2 separate regions of the Gossypium arboreum genome follow, and region 2 is linked to region 1. A link is a contact called in public Hi-C data. All regions are on one chromosome and are shown on one strand. Each heading gives the region's core, a stretch centred on a gene start, on an enhancer-like site or on the middle of the called end of the contact. The rest is flanking DNA. Distances are from core to core; before and after follow the strand shown. Region 1 holds the start of LOC108477394 (casein kinase II subunit alpha-2). Region 2 holds the start of LOC108477214 (BTB/POZ domain-containing protein SR1IP1).

Region 1 (5,978 bases), core at 2,581-5,080:
TAACAAAACAAACCTCCAACTGCCTAAAATTAAGGATGGCAGCAGCAGTAAGCACAATAAATCTTCCCAGCCGAATGTGGGCTCTGCACACCAACCCAATGTGAATGGGTTACTGACTTCGCATCCTGCAACTTTCAGCAGCCCTCACTTGAGAAGTAAGGATGGACCTGCAGAGAACAAAAAAGAATCGAGGATCATTTCATACTAACACTTTTAATTAAACCAAAGGAGCAGAAAAAGGTACTGGTCTATCATAGCTTCTTTTGCAGTTAGCCTCTCCTGATGATCATATCGAAGCAACTTATCCAGAAATCAATTGCCTACAGGTCAAAAGAGCTTTAAAGACTGAATCTCGATTACTATAAGGCATTTTGTGCAATGTAACTCAGCTTATTGTACTTCAATTCCATGATGTTTGCCTAAAGAAGAAAATTTACCTCTGGTGAAACAAGATGCGGATTATCGGCATTAATGAATTTGGACCAGGGTTTTCGGCTGTGCCTGAACAACATATCAATATGTTAACTCAATAGAGTTAGTCATTCCACACTATTAGTGCCTACCAGAGGGATCTAATCTGTGTGTCAAACAGCATCACCACAGGGTCCATTGCCTTGTTTAATAGTTCAGTGCAAACTTTGTATATCTGGTCATGCTTAATGTACCTTCCAACAAGAGCATTAAATTGAGGATCAAGCTCCAACTGGTATTTGTTCAGATATGCATTCAACTCATCAGTTCCTACCACCTAAAGTTACAATAATTTAGCAGTCAAAAGCTTTGTCACATTCCTTGTAAACTGGCGATATATGGTTAGGAAAAAAAAAGGAAAATAGGTTTTCCTGTTTTGAGTGTTCATATAAAGCATCCACCTAGTAACAATCCCCTAACAAGTGATAGTCACAAAGAGAATAAATGTTTAAATCAAACCTATATGAATAATGCTGCGTCTACAAAGGGTAGTGAATAAACCTACGTTGCTCTAGCTCTTCATTGTTCTTGAAGTACCCATGTCTGACATCCGCATCTGATGCATATCCAAACATAGATATGGGGATACGGTCCTCCAAGGACCTTCCAAATACAGGGAAATCTTGACAAATTTTGAACATACCCATGTTCGTTACTCAAACCCAAGCTTGAGTAACAAAGGAATAAATGCCCCTAGCAGGTGCTGAAAAGGTTACAAAGTGATGCTCCAGATGTGGATTGTAAAAACGAAGATTACTGAGGTGGTGAAGGTACAAAGACATAGAATAATACATTTTCTAAGTAGCAGTTAGAAAATGATGAATTATCTAAACCAAAATGTTAATTTAACAATAACAATGATGAAAAGAAAATTAATATTCAACAACAATATAAGAAACATTGACAAATTTGCAAAAGCATATTACCTTTGCAATTTTAACTAGTTGATCATTGTTGTCATGGCCATAGAAGAATGGTTCCTTCCGGAATATCTGCACGATAAACAAGTATAACAAACAAATCAAACAAACATAAATATTCTATTATGCACCCAAAATTGAAATTTTAAATTAAAGTTTAGTACACTCAAATTAGAACAATGGTATTTCGCACCATTCCAGCAAACATGCAGCCAAGGCTCCACATGTCCAAAGAATAATCATAGTCCTGTAAATCTATCAGAAGTTCGGGCCCTTTAAAGTACCTAAGAAATAAGGAGAGAAATTAAACTTCCCAAAACTGTATCAAGATTGTTGATGGTACTGTAAACTGAATCCAAATTTGTTTATAGAATTGCTTGGAGAACGTATAGGTCTTCCATTATCTAGAAGGTTTTCGTATCTTAAAGAAAGAATCAAAGCTCTCTAACATCCTGATCATTGAAAGCTAATACTCAAGAGTCTATAAAAAAGTGAAAGAAAAGACAGATTTACTCTTCAAGGAGTTGAGAAAAAAATTAAATGTACTGCATATCTAAATTCCCCTAGCTCGACTTGTTTAATGAGTTTCATGCTAAATTTTGCATCTATATGCCTGTATTACAAGCCAAATTCAATTTCTATAAAGGAAAGAATTCCAAGTACAAGCAAGGAAAACATACAGGTAAATAATCCCAAACGGATTTCTTTTTCTTTTTCAAACATGGACTAATATATAAGGCTTGTTCTTTTCTAACTAAGGTCTTAAAGAAGAAAACAATTTTGAAAATATATAAAGGTCGACAGTGGTAAAGTAAATCACATGATTCATGATGCCTTCAAAATATTACCTGGAAGCCACACGGACATTATACTCTTTTCCAGGATGGTAAAACTCGGCAAGTCCCCAATCTATCAAGCGAAGTTTGCGCAGCTCATGATCTATCATGATATTGTGAGGCTTCACATCTCTGAGCATTATTCCTTGTGAATGACAGTAATCTAATGCCTACAAAGCAAAGAAATGTTTTCCTATCACCCTATAACGCCAAATGCAACCCAGAAATCCCCCAAAAGCTTAACAAAGCCAGTAATAATTTGGAATTGGATCAAGTAAAGAATAAAAACTACAAACGGTCATGCAACAAAAAATACCATGGAGCAGAGTTATATACATATTAAATTTTGTTACGAGTTGCGTAATTTCACCTTGAGAAGTTCGTATATGTAGTAGCGAATATCATAATCTGTCAAAGTTGGGTAGAGAACTTTGAAATCTGTATTGTTGACGTACTCAAATACCAAGCTAGGCGCCTTGGAGTGCTGATCTCTAACAATATCAAGAAGTTTAATAATATTTGGACCACCGCATAGATTCTGAAGGATTTTTATCTCTCTCTTAATCTACCAATAATAACAAAAAATAATGATAGGATTATTGATCATGGCGGCTATGCCTTAAGATTTCATCACATAAATATATAATTAAAGTCTTAACTAGCAACCTTTTTTTTCTTGACAGGTTTGAGGATCTTGATTACACAGCGTTCATTGTTGTTGACATTTTTACCCTCGAAAACCTCACTGTATTTACACCTTCCAACTTTCCGAATAACCTCATAATCATCTTGATCCTTAATACAGAACCGAATATAACCGAAACGATATCAATTTATGCTCATTGATGAACCGAATCGGATTTTCATTAGAAAAGTTGCAGAAAATGCTTAAGGTTAGTAAGATTAGAAGAAACAATTCTAACTGTAAGCAAATTACATAATCTTCAATTCAGATTAGCGGATGTGACTTGGTTTAAAAATTGATTAAAGGAAATTCGAGAACAACCTAATCAACGATCGATTTAAGAAATTTACCCCCATTGAACAGTGAGGGACTCGTAATCCCAATACTCCTTGGGACGAAGGACATTGACGTCAGAATAAACGCGAGATTTGGACATGACTTGCCAGCGATAAGGGCAGGAGATCTTGTCAATCTCACGGTTAACGGAACAGTAGTGGGCAAGCAGAGGGCGGGAAGCGAAGATGGCAAAAAATAGCTAGAGGTGGAGTAAGACTGGTGGGTTGGTGGTGGTGCGTCGGGCATAATTCATTCACTCAAGCCAAGCCAAGCCAAGCCAGCCCATTTATTTGAATGATAAGTTTTGGTTTTGGAGAGAAACGGGAGAGTACGGGAGGGGAGTTAGGGCCTTTGCTTGCTTAGCCGAGCTGAGCTGCTGGGATCTAACCTATTTTGATATTGAGACCAATTTCATGTTCCATCCACCGGATGTTTATCTCTTGAAAGAACAAAATATCTCTCCGTTTTGATATGAGCAAATTAGTTTCCTCTTTAAAAGAATAGTTGGTCAATTTTGAAGGAAAGCAATTATAACGTCCAATTAAAAAATCGATCATCTTCACCATTACTGTTAAAATCATAAATAACGAGATGTTACCCTCAACTATTTTTACGTATTATATCATAATTGATTGCAAATGAAGCTGAATTGATTGCTCTTAGAAACTCCAATGAAGCAGAGAAAGCTGATGAACAAGCCATTGGGGATAATTTGATAACAAAATTGGAAGGGGCTTTAAGCAATGTTGTCGTGCGAAGGGGACTCTATGCTGGGGTGGCGGTTCAGGTTGTGTAACAGTTTTTGGGTATCAATACTGTTATGTTATTACAGCCCAACAATAATTCAGTTCGCTGGATTTGCTTCCAACAAGATAGTATTGGTGCTTTCTCTAGTCATGTCTAGTCTCATTGCTGTCAGCTCCATTGTTAGTATAGCTTTCGTGGACAAATATAGGAGGAGAACGGTGATCGTCTCTATGTTTGGTATCATTTCTTTCAAGTTGTTGCTGTTGCTGCAGTAGAAAACCAGCAGAGTGGGAGAGGGAGAGGGAGAGGGACGGTGGTAGGAAGAGAGGGGAGGCGGAGGGGAGAGGGACGGGATGAGGAGGGAGGAGAGTTTATTTTATTTTATTTTATTTAATATTAATATAAAATTTAATATCGGCTTTTAGCACCAATAAAATTTTACCATATTATCAAATTTTAAACATATGAAATTATTATTATACACTTATATATAGAGAATTTATTTTATAAATCATTCCTACCATATTATTTATGGTATTTTTCAATTATTTAACCACATTTCAACAATTTTTTATGTCTTTAGCACATAATTTTGATATTTTTTTTACTTCGAATCCTAAATCTAAAACCTAAAATCCTAAATCCATAACTTCAGACACTTGATGTAACGCCCCGTACCCGAGACCGTCGCCGGAGTCGAATACGAAGTATTAACAGACTTAATTCATTACTTAAACAGCTCAAACAATTTATTTTTAAAATTTCCAGTCAAGCTAGCAATCTACGTCACAATAGCTTAAAAATTCATATCTCGAGTTCTGAAACTCGAAATCCAATTACGTAAATTTTTTCTGAAACTATACTCATATATATATTTACTAATTTTTTTCTAGAATTTTTGGTAAAGCCAATTAGTACAGTTTATTAGTTAAAGTCTCCCCTGTTTCAGGGTTCGACTGCTCTGACCTCTGTATATTACGAATCAGATATATCTCCGTACATAATTTCAATGACTAGTAAGTTTGTTTCTCTTAAAACTAGACTCAATAAGGAATCTGTACATATAAAGAATGACTTCTAATTATTTTTTTACAATTTATGATGAATTTTTAAAGTCAGAACAGGGGATCTAGAAATCACTCTGGCCCTATTTCACAAAAATTCAAATATCTTATAAAATATAATTTATATACCTGTTTTGTTCAATCCATATGAAAATAGACTAATTAAGCTTCAATTTAATAACTTAGTCATCATTTAATTCTATTTCTACTATTTTTAGTGATTTTTCAAATTTACATCACTGCTGCTGTCAGATTCTGTTTTATGGCAAATTTCACTTTACTAAGGATTTTCATGGACTAAATAGCATTTTAAACATACATAACATCAAATATGACTTAGATTGGCCATTCCAATAGCTAATCATTTACAAACCCTTTTCTTACCAAATGATAGCCATATCATAAGATCAATTACACAAAGTGAGTGTTTTGCCATACATGCCACATTCAAAATACACAAGCCATTTTACCAATTTAAGCCTTCGGATAGTGTGAACGAGTCTTTGACCTATCCCGATTCTCAAGCCGGCTTGTCAAAACTACAATGAAAGAAAAGGAGGGAGTAAGCACAAATGCTTAGTAAGTTCACATGCAAATAGCAAGTAACATAATCACACAATCTCACATAAAACATCATTTGCATAAACAACACCAAGACATTCATGTTTCATTTACATTTAATATTTTTCTACGATTTCATCATACCAAGTTTTTAACCCGAGGGTTTAAGCAGATACCTGTCAAATTTTCTCATTTACCACACTTACCAACATGTCACCTTCGTTTTAGGCCTTCTTCTTATTCACGTAAGATTCACCCGTTGAACACATCAGAATATAATTCGAATACGCGGATCTCATGAACATAAGAGCCATACCCGTAGCTAGACAAACTCAATAGCCTGCGGAACTTATGTAGC
Region 2 (5,978 bases), core at 1,609-4,108, 260 kb after region 1:
TTGAACAAGTATGTTTTTTTATTTAATTAAGATAAATTATATATCATGTATATATTTATTTAAATATAATTATAAAATATATAAAATATTAGTGTAAAAATAATTTTAAATAATGATACATATTTTGAATCAATTTGAGTTAAATTTAAGAGTAAACCACACCATTAGTCATTAAATTGTGGGTTAATATTTTTTTTGTCATTTAACTAAAAACAATTTCAATTTGGTCACTATTGTTTTCAAGTTTTTTTTTTGTCACTAGATTGTAAAAATGACACTTTGTAGTTGGGATAATAAAATTTTAATCCTCCATTTTTATACTTTTGGCCAATTTGACTAATTAGATATAAAATGATAAAATTGATTTAAAATATTAAAAAATTTAAAAATTTAAAATTTATGCAAAAGTAAATAAAGTTGGAGAAAATGAGGGAAATTGTTTTAAACCCTACAAATTTTCTTTCTGTATTATTTATATAAAAATATCTAATACCCATTCCTTGAAACATTAAGCAAAGTTATTGATTCTTTATTTTTATCTCCTTTGTTTCTTGACATAGTCTTTTCGATATAAGAAAAGAAAAAAATTCATGATATAATTCATTTTTACAAATTGGGTTTTGAAAAATAAACTAAATAAAATGAATCGATTTGAGTTTGAAAAAGAAAATTTTGTGATACATTATATATTTTTTTGGGTAAAAGAATGTCATTAGAGGCAATTTCCCATGCCTTTGTAATTTTAATTCTGGATGTTCTTTAAGAGCATGGAACTCATCTTGAAGATATTGCTAATTTGATTTCGAGAAAAGCGAGGAAGTATGTAATGATCTAACTTTTTTATTTTGTTTTTAATTTGTTTTTCGATTCTATAGAATGATTTTTTATTTCCCATACATATTAGTATTTAAAAACAACATATTTGAGATTTTATTTTTCTAGGATTTTTATATAGAACTTTTGTTTTTAAAATAAATATGATTTTTTTTATAATTCTATATAGAATCATGGTCTAGTTGATAGAAAATAAAAAGTTAAGGACTAAAATTGTTATCATACCAAGTTAAAACGTGTCACTTAACAGTTAAGTGACAAAAAAAATCAAAAATGTTAATAGCCAAATTATAACTTTTTAATTAAATGACAAAACTAAAACTTAACTATAGTTTAATAACTAATAATACAATTTACCTTAAATTTAAATACTATATATATAAAGTTATTCAAATTACCCTACATATTTGAATTTTACGAAAATTTAATAATAAAGATGAAAATTCCAACATCAAATTCCTTAGGCACAAGCCACCACTCTTCTACTTTTCAAGTTTTTTTTTTAAATTTTTAATTTTAAAACTAATTTTATGTTTTCATTTTTGAATTTCAAATGGCTTTATAGCATTTTTCATATTTTTAATGATTTTTTGAAAATAAGAAAAAAATTATTTTTAAAATTTTTATGTATTTGGTTTTTGAATTTTGAATTTTAAAATATTTGCTAATACATTGTACAAAATAAAATAGTGCCATGTCAACAATAAAGTATATATGGATTATGATGCAAGATTTCACATTGATATCTAAAGGTTAAAAATTTTTGGAAAATTTTTACAATTTCAACTTTTAGGATCTTTATTGAAAATATGAAAAAATTATTTTTAAAATTTTTATATGCATTTTTGAAGAGTAATAATCAAATTAATAAAATCTTAAATGCTAGAGCTTAAAATTACTTTATTTTAGGCTTAAATCACAAAATGTTATCTAAACTATACCTATTTTCTCAAGTTGGTACTTAAATTAATTTTGGTTACAAGTGGTATTAAACTATACTATGTTACCAAATAAATAAATAAATAGCAACTTGAGAAAAAAAAAGTACAATTTAGGTACCATTTTATGATTTAAGTCTTTTTGTAAAATTGTCACATTGTCCGATTAATGACAAATTTAAATAGTATTATGAATTGAGTCAAAAATATTAAAATGTCTAGAACTATTCATAATATTTACATAACCCTTAAATAAATAAAAAAATACGTTTTCTTAGGAAGAAAATAATGTTGATGTGAACAAGGTGAAGAGTAGCTTAGTGTGTTGAAGTATAAGGAGAAAATAAATAAATTTCAAGAATTGAGCTGCATATTTGATGAAATAGCCGGGAATTATTAAAAGAAGGCATTTAATAACTTAAGCTTTTGCATTTCATGGTTAAATTACCCCGTTTTTAATGTGTAAAAGTTTCCAGTAGCTATGGTGCCCATTAGCATTAGTCCTTTTAACTTGATTGCACCAAGAGTCAAAATTTGATAGAATAACATAATAGTTGAGAAAATGGGACAATTGCCTGCAACTAAATACAAAAATCCTTTTAATGTTGGTATAACCAGAAAATCCAAAGGATGGGGCCGGGAATAGCTGTGAAATGGATATGAATTATAATCCCACTACTTCATATCAAATCTTACCATGGATTGGCGACCAAATCAACTATCAACGTTATGAAGGGGACCCTTAATTTAAATTGCGTAAAACAGATGATCACGCTTTTCATTAGTTTCTGAGAATTTCTACCCAACTTTAGCAAATATACACCCAGTTATCTGCTGCCTTCAAAATGTAGGGACAAACTGATCTCTTCTATCATTTTCCTACTGCTGCTGATTGGAGACTAGTTACAGTGGCGAACAAGTTGTCGCTCACATCACCAATTACACAAGGGCTAGACTTGGAATGTTAATATGATGACTACAAAAGTAGTCAAAAATGTTTTCTCCATTATTACACTGTAAAACAATATAAGAGTAACATATTTAAAAATAGTAAGAACATTAAATCTTTTAAATATCCTGTAAAAACTAAAACATAAAATTTTATCAGAGATAGATGGGAACATTTGTGGATGGGAATATTTCCCACTTACAAGCTTTCGACCTTTAGCCGCCAAGGAAGTTGGAGCCATCTCATCTCTATAACCCACACCACACGCTGTTAATCTTCATCTATCTTCTCATGCACTCACCTCATTTCATTCCACTATTACCAAAATTGCCACTCATTTTAAACCTTGTCCACCGTACACCCTGCCCTCTAGTTTCCTTGTGAGGCCTAGTTTTGGGAATTCCCCATTTCTGATGGCTTTTTTTGTAAGGCTGAAGTTAGATAATGCAGTTTCATTAGAGATTTAGAGAGATGATAGCTCCTGCTTCTGCTTCTCATTTAAACATTCAAGGCAAAAGAAGAAGAGACAAAACATTGAAGGAAATGACATGTTTTTGTTGCTTCCTTACAACCTTGTAAAGTTATAAGCATCGTGTCCGAATTTCTCTGTGCCAACTGCCAAGGTTCTCATTATCTATGGCTTGATGGAGATAGAGATAAGATCATGGTAAAATCAGTTGAGTGTGTTCCATGGTGGATTTTGTTAAGGAGGAGATTGCACCTACTAGTTTTAACATGTCATCTAAAAAGGAGCTTCTTTCCACAGCCATGAAGAGAACCAGCGAGTGGTATCAGTATTATTCCCTTTTCTTTCAGTAACAGGGATCATTTTTGATGAAGTGGCTGCTGAAGTTGATAACCTGATCTCTTTGTTGTTTTTTCCAGGATTTTCTCTCAGGAGATTCCCAGTGATGTCACTGTCCAAGTTGGAGGAGTTTCTTTCTCACTGCATAAGGTAGAAATCAAACACTTTAATTCATGTATTTCCATTTATCAGAATGACAAGCAGCCGTAGTGTTGTAACCATGGTCGCTAATCGGACACAGTTGATGTTTGTATTTATTTAGTACCATTTATAGACAAGTTGGCATCTATATTTTGTTGTATATATGGCAGAACCGTGCACTTTTTGAACTTATTTCCTACTTGAATTGCAGTTTCCATTAATATCTAAGTCTGGATACGTAAGAAAAGTTGTAACGGAATCCAATGATGCTGATCATTCAATCATAGAAATCCCCAATGTTCCAGGTGGAGCAGATTCATTTGAACTAGCAGCTAAATTCTGTTATGGGATAAATTTCGAGATAAGCAGCGAAAACATTGCCATGCTAAGATGTGCGGCCGAGTATCTCGAGATGACTGAGGACTATGCAGTCGGAAATCTTGTGGGAAGAACTGAAGCCTACTTGAATGAAGTGGCACTTAAGAGTCTAGCAGGAGCAGTTTCTGTGTTACATATGTCTGAAAGCCTCCTCCCTATTGCAGAGGAAGTTAAATTAGTGAGCCGGTGCATTGACGCAATCGCGTATTTAGCTTGCAAAGAGAGCCAGTTTTATATGTCTAGCAGGTCTGATAGTGGCAATGATGGTACCATTTCTTTGACAACCACTAACTCGAGATCAATTGTCGATTGGTGGGCTGAAGATTTAGCTGTTCTTCGAATCGACATCTTCCAACGGGTTCTTATTGCAATGGTAGCAAGAGGGTTTAAACAATATGATCTTGGTCCAGTGCTTATGCTTTATGCACAAAAGGCTCTTAGAGGTTTGGTGAGACACCCATACCAACATGATGGACTTCTTTACTAGATATATGTTTGATGTCTAAAGTGCAGACTCTTTTTTTCATGCAGGAAGTATTTGGAAAGGGGAGGAAGAAAATTGAGCCGCGACAAGAACACGAGAAAAGGGTTGTGTTGGAAACCATAGTGAGTCTTCTGCCTAGGGAGAAAAATGCGATGTCCGTAAGCTTTCTATCAGTGTTGCTTCGTGCAGCGATATACCTTGAAACAACTGTTGCTTGTCGACTTGATTTGGAGAGAAGGATGGCCTTGCAATTAGGACAGGCTGTTTTGGATGATCTCTTGATTCCTGCATATTCTGTTACCGGGGATACATTATTTGATGTGGACACCATGCAGCGGATCCTGACGAACTACGTTGAATATGAAACTGAAGGCCACCATTTTGGATACAAAGAAGATGATGAGTACATTTCTCCCCCACCAAGTGACATGGAAAGGGTGGGAAAGCTAATGGAGAGCTACCTAGCTGAAATAGCATCTGACCGTAATCTACCTATCTCGAAATTCATCGGTCTTGCTGAACTCATTCCGGAACAATCCAGGGTAACAGAGGATGGGATGTATAGAGCCATAGATATCTACCTCAAGGTACATAAATCTCCATCTTAAGAATCTGCTGCAACTTTATTCCAAGACTTTGTACACATAGCAGTAATGGTGATCTTGAAGCATTTGCATACAAGATAATATTACTACTATCAAGATTCACAACTTTTCAGTATAATTGTTAATGTTATGATCTTTTTGATCCACCATACATATATTCCTTCACTGATTTGATTACAATCAATAGGCCCACCCCACTATTACTGACATGGAGAGGAAGAAAGTTTGCAGTTTAATGGATTGCCAGAAACTCTCGAGGGAGGCCTGCGCGCATGCGGCTCAGAATGACCGTCTTCCAGTGCAGACCGTGGTTCAAGTCCTTTACCATGAGCAGCAACGCCTTCGAGATGTTATGAATGGAAGTGGAGATTCCCCTGCTGTCATTCCTTCCAAGGTGAATTTATACCCTACTGATGTCCATCCAGTTTCAGGTGAACTGTCCAGCTTGAAAAGAGAGAACCAGGACTTGAAACTAGAGCTAGTGAAAATGAAAATGAGACTGAAAGAAATAGAAAAATCAACATCAGCAAAAACTGCAGTAAGCAGTCCCATGGGAAGTATTACGCCATCATCTGATAAGCCTCCTTTGCCTAAAAAATCATTTATGAATTCAGTTTCCAAGAAACTCGGACGGCTTTATCCTTTCGTCCCTTCCAGTGCCAAAGGTCGAACAAGACCCAGCAAAGATAGGAGACACTCCATATCTTGACACCACATTGCTTTGCCTAAAAATCATTATTATTTTTTTTTGCGTGGGAAATTGTTTAGCGTCTGTGTTACTTGTAAGGCTCGAGAAAACTTGGAGCGCTCACCTCTCTTTTATTTTATGGGGTACCTTTCAATA

Evidence for each region. A called contact is a pair of places that touch in the nucleus more often than the background predicts.
Region 2: a contact with region 1 is called in a Hi-C map of leaf, with 5 times the contacts expected there. The contact joins the promoter of LOC108477214 here to the promoter of LOC108477394 in region 1. A contact is called at or near these places in 2 of 5 Hi-C or Micro-C datasets (both in leaf).

The regions. Positions count from the first base shown.
Region 1 is chr12:34,078,647-34,084,624 of ASM2569848v2, forward strand. It overlaps LOC108477394 (casein kinase II subunit alpha-2), which reads right to left and starts at 3,831. Exons shown (of 8, transcript XM_053023532.1): 1 at 3,263-3,831; 2 at 2,598-2,792; 3 at 2,240-2,397; 4 at 1,585-1,675; 5 at 1,398-1,463; 6 at 666-748; 7 at 438-501; 8 at 1-320. The coding sequence starts at 3,268. The coding sequence ends at 270.
Region 2 is chr12:34,339,301-34,345,278 of ASM2569848v2, forward strand. LOC108477214 (BTB/POZ domain-containing protein SR1IP1) reads left to right here and starts at 2,859. Exons shown (of 5, transcript XM_017779693.2): 1 at 2,859-3,509; 2 at 3,607-3,676; 3 at 3,879-4,493; 4 at 4,577-5,116; 5 at 5,322-5,978. The coding sequence starts at 3,412. The coding sequence ends at 5,843.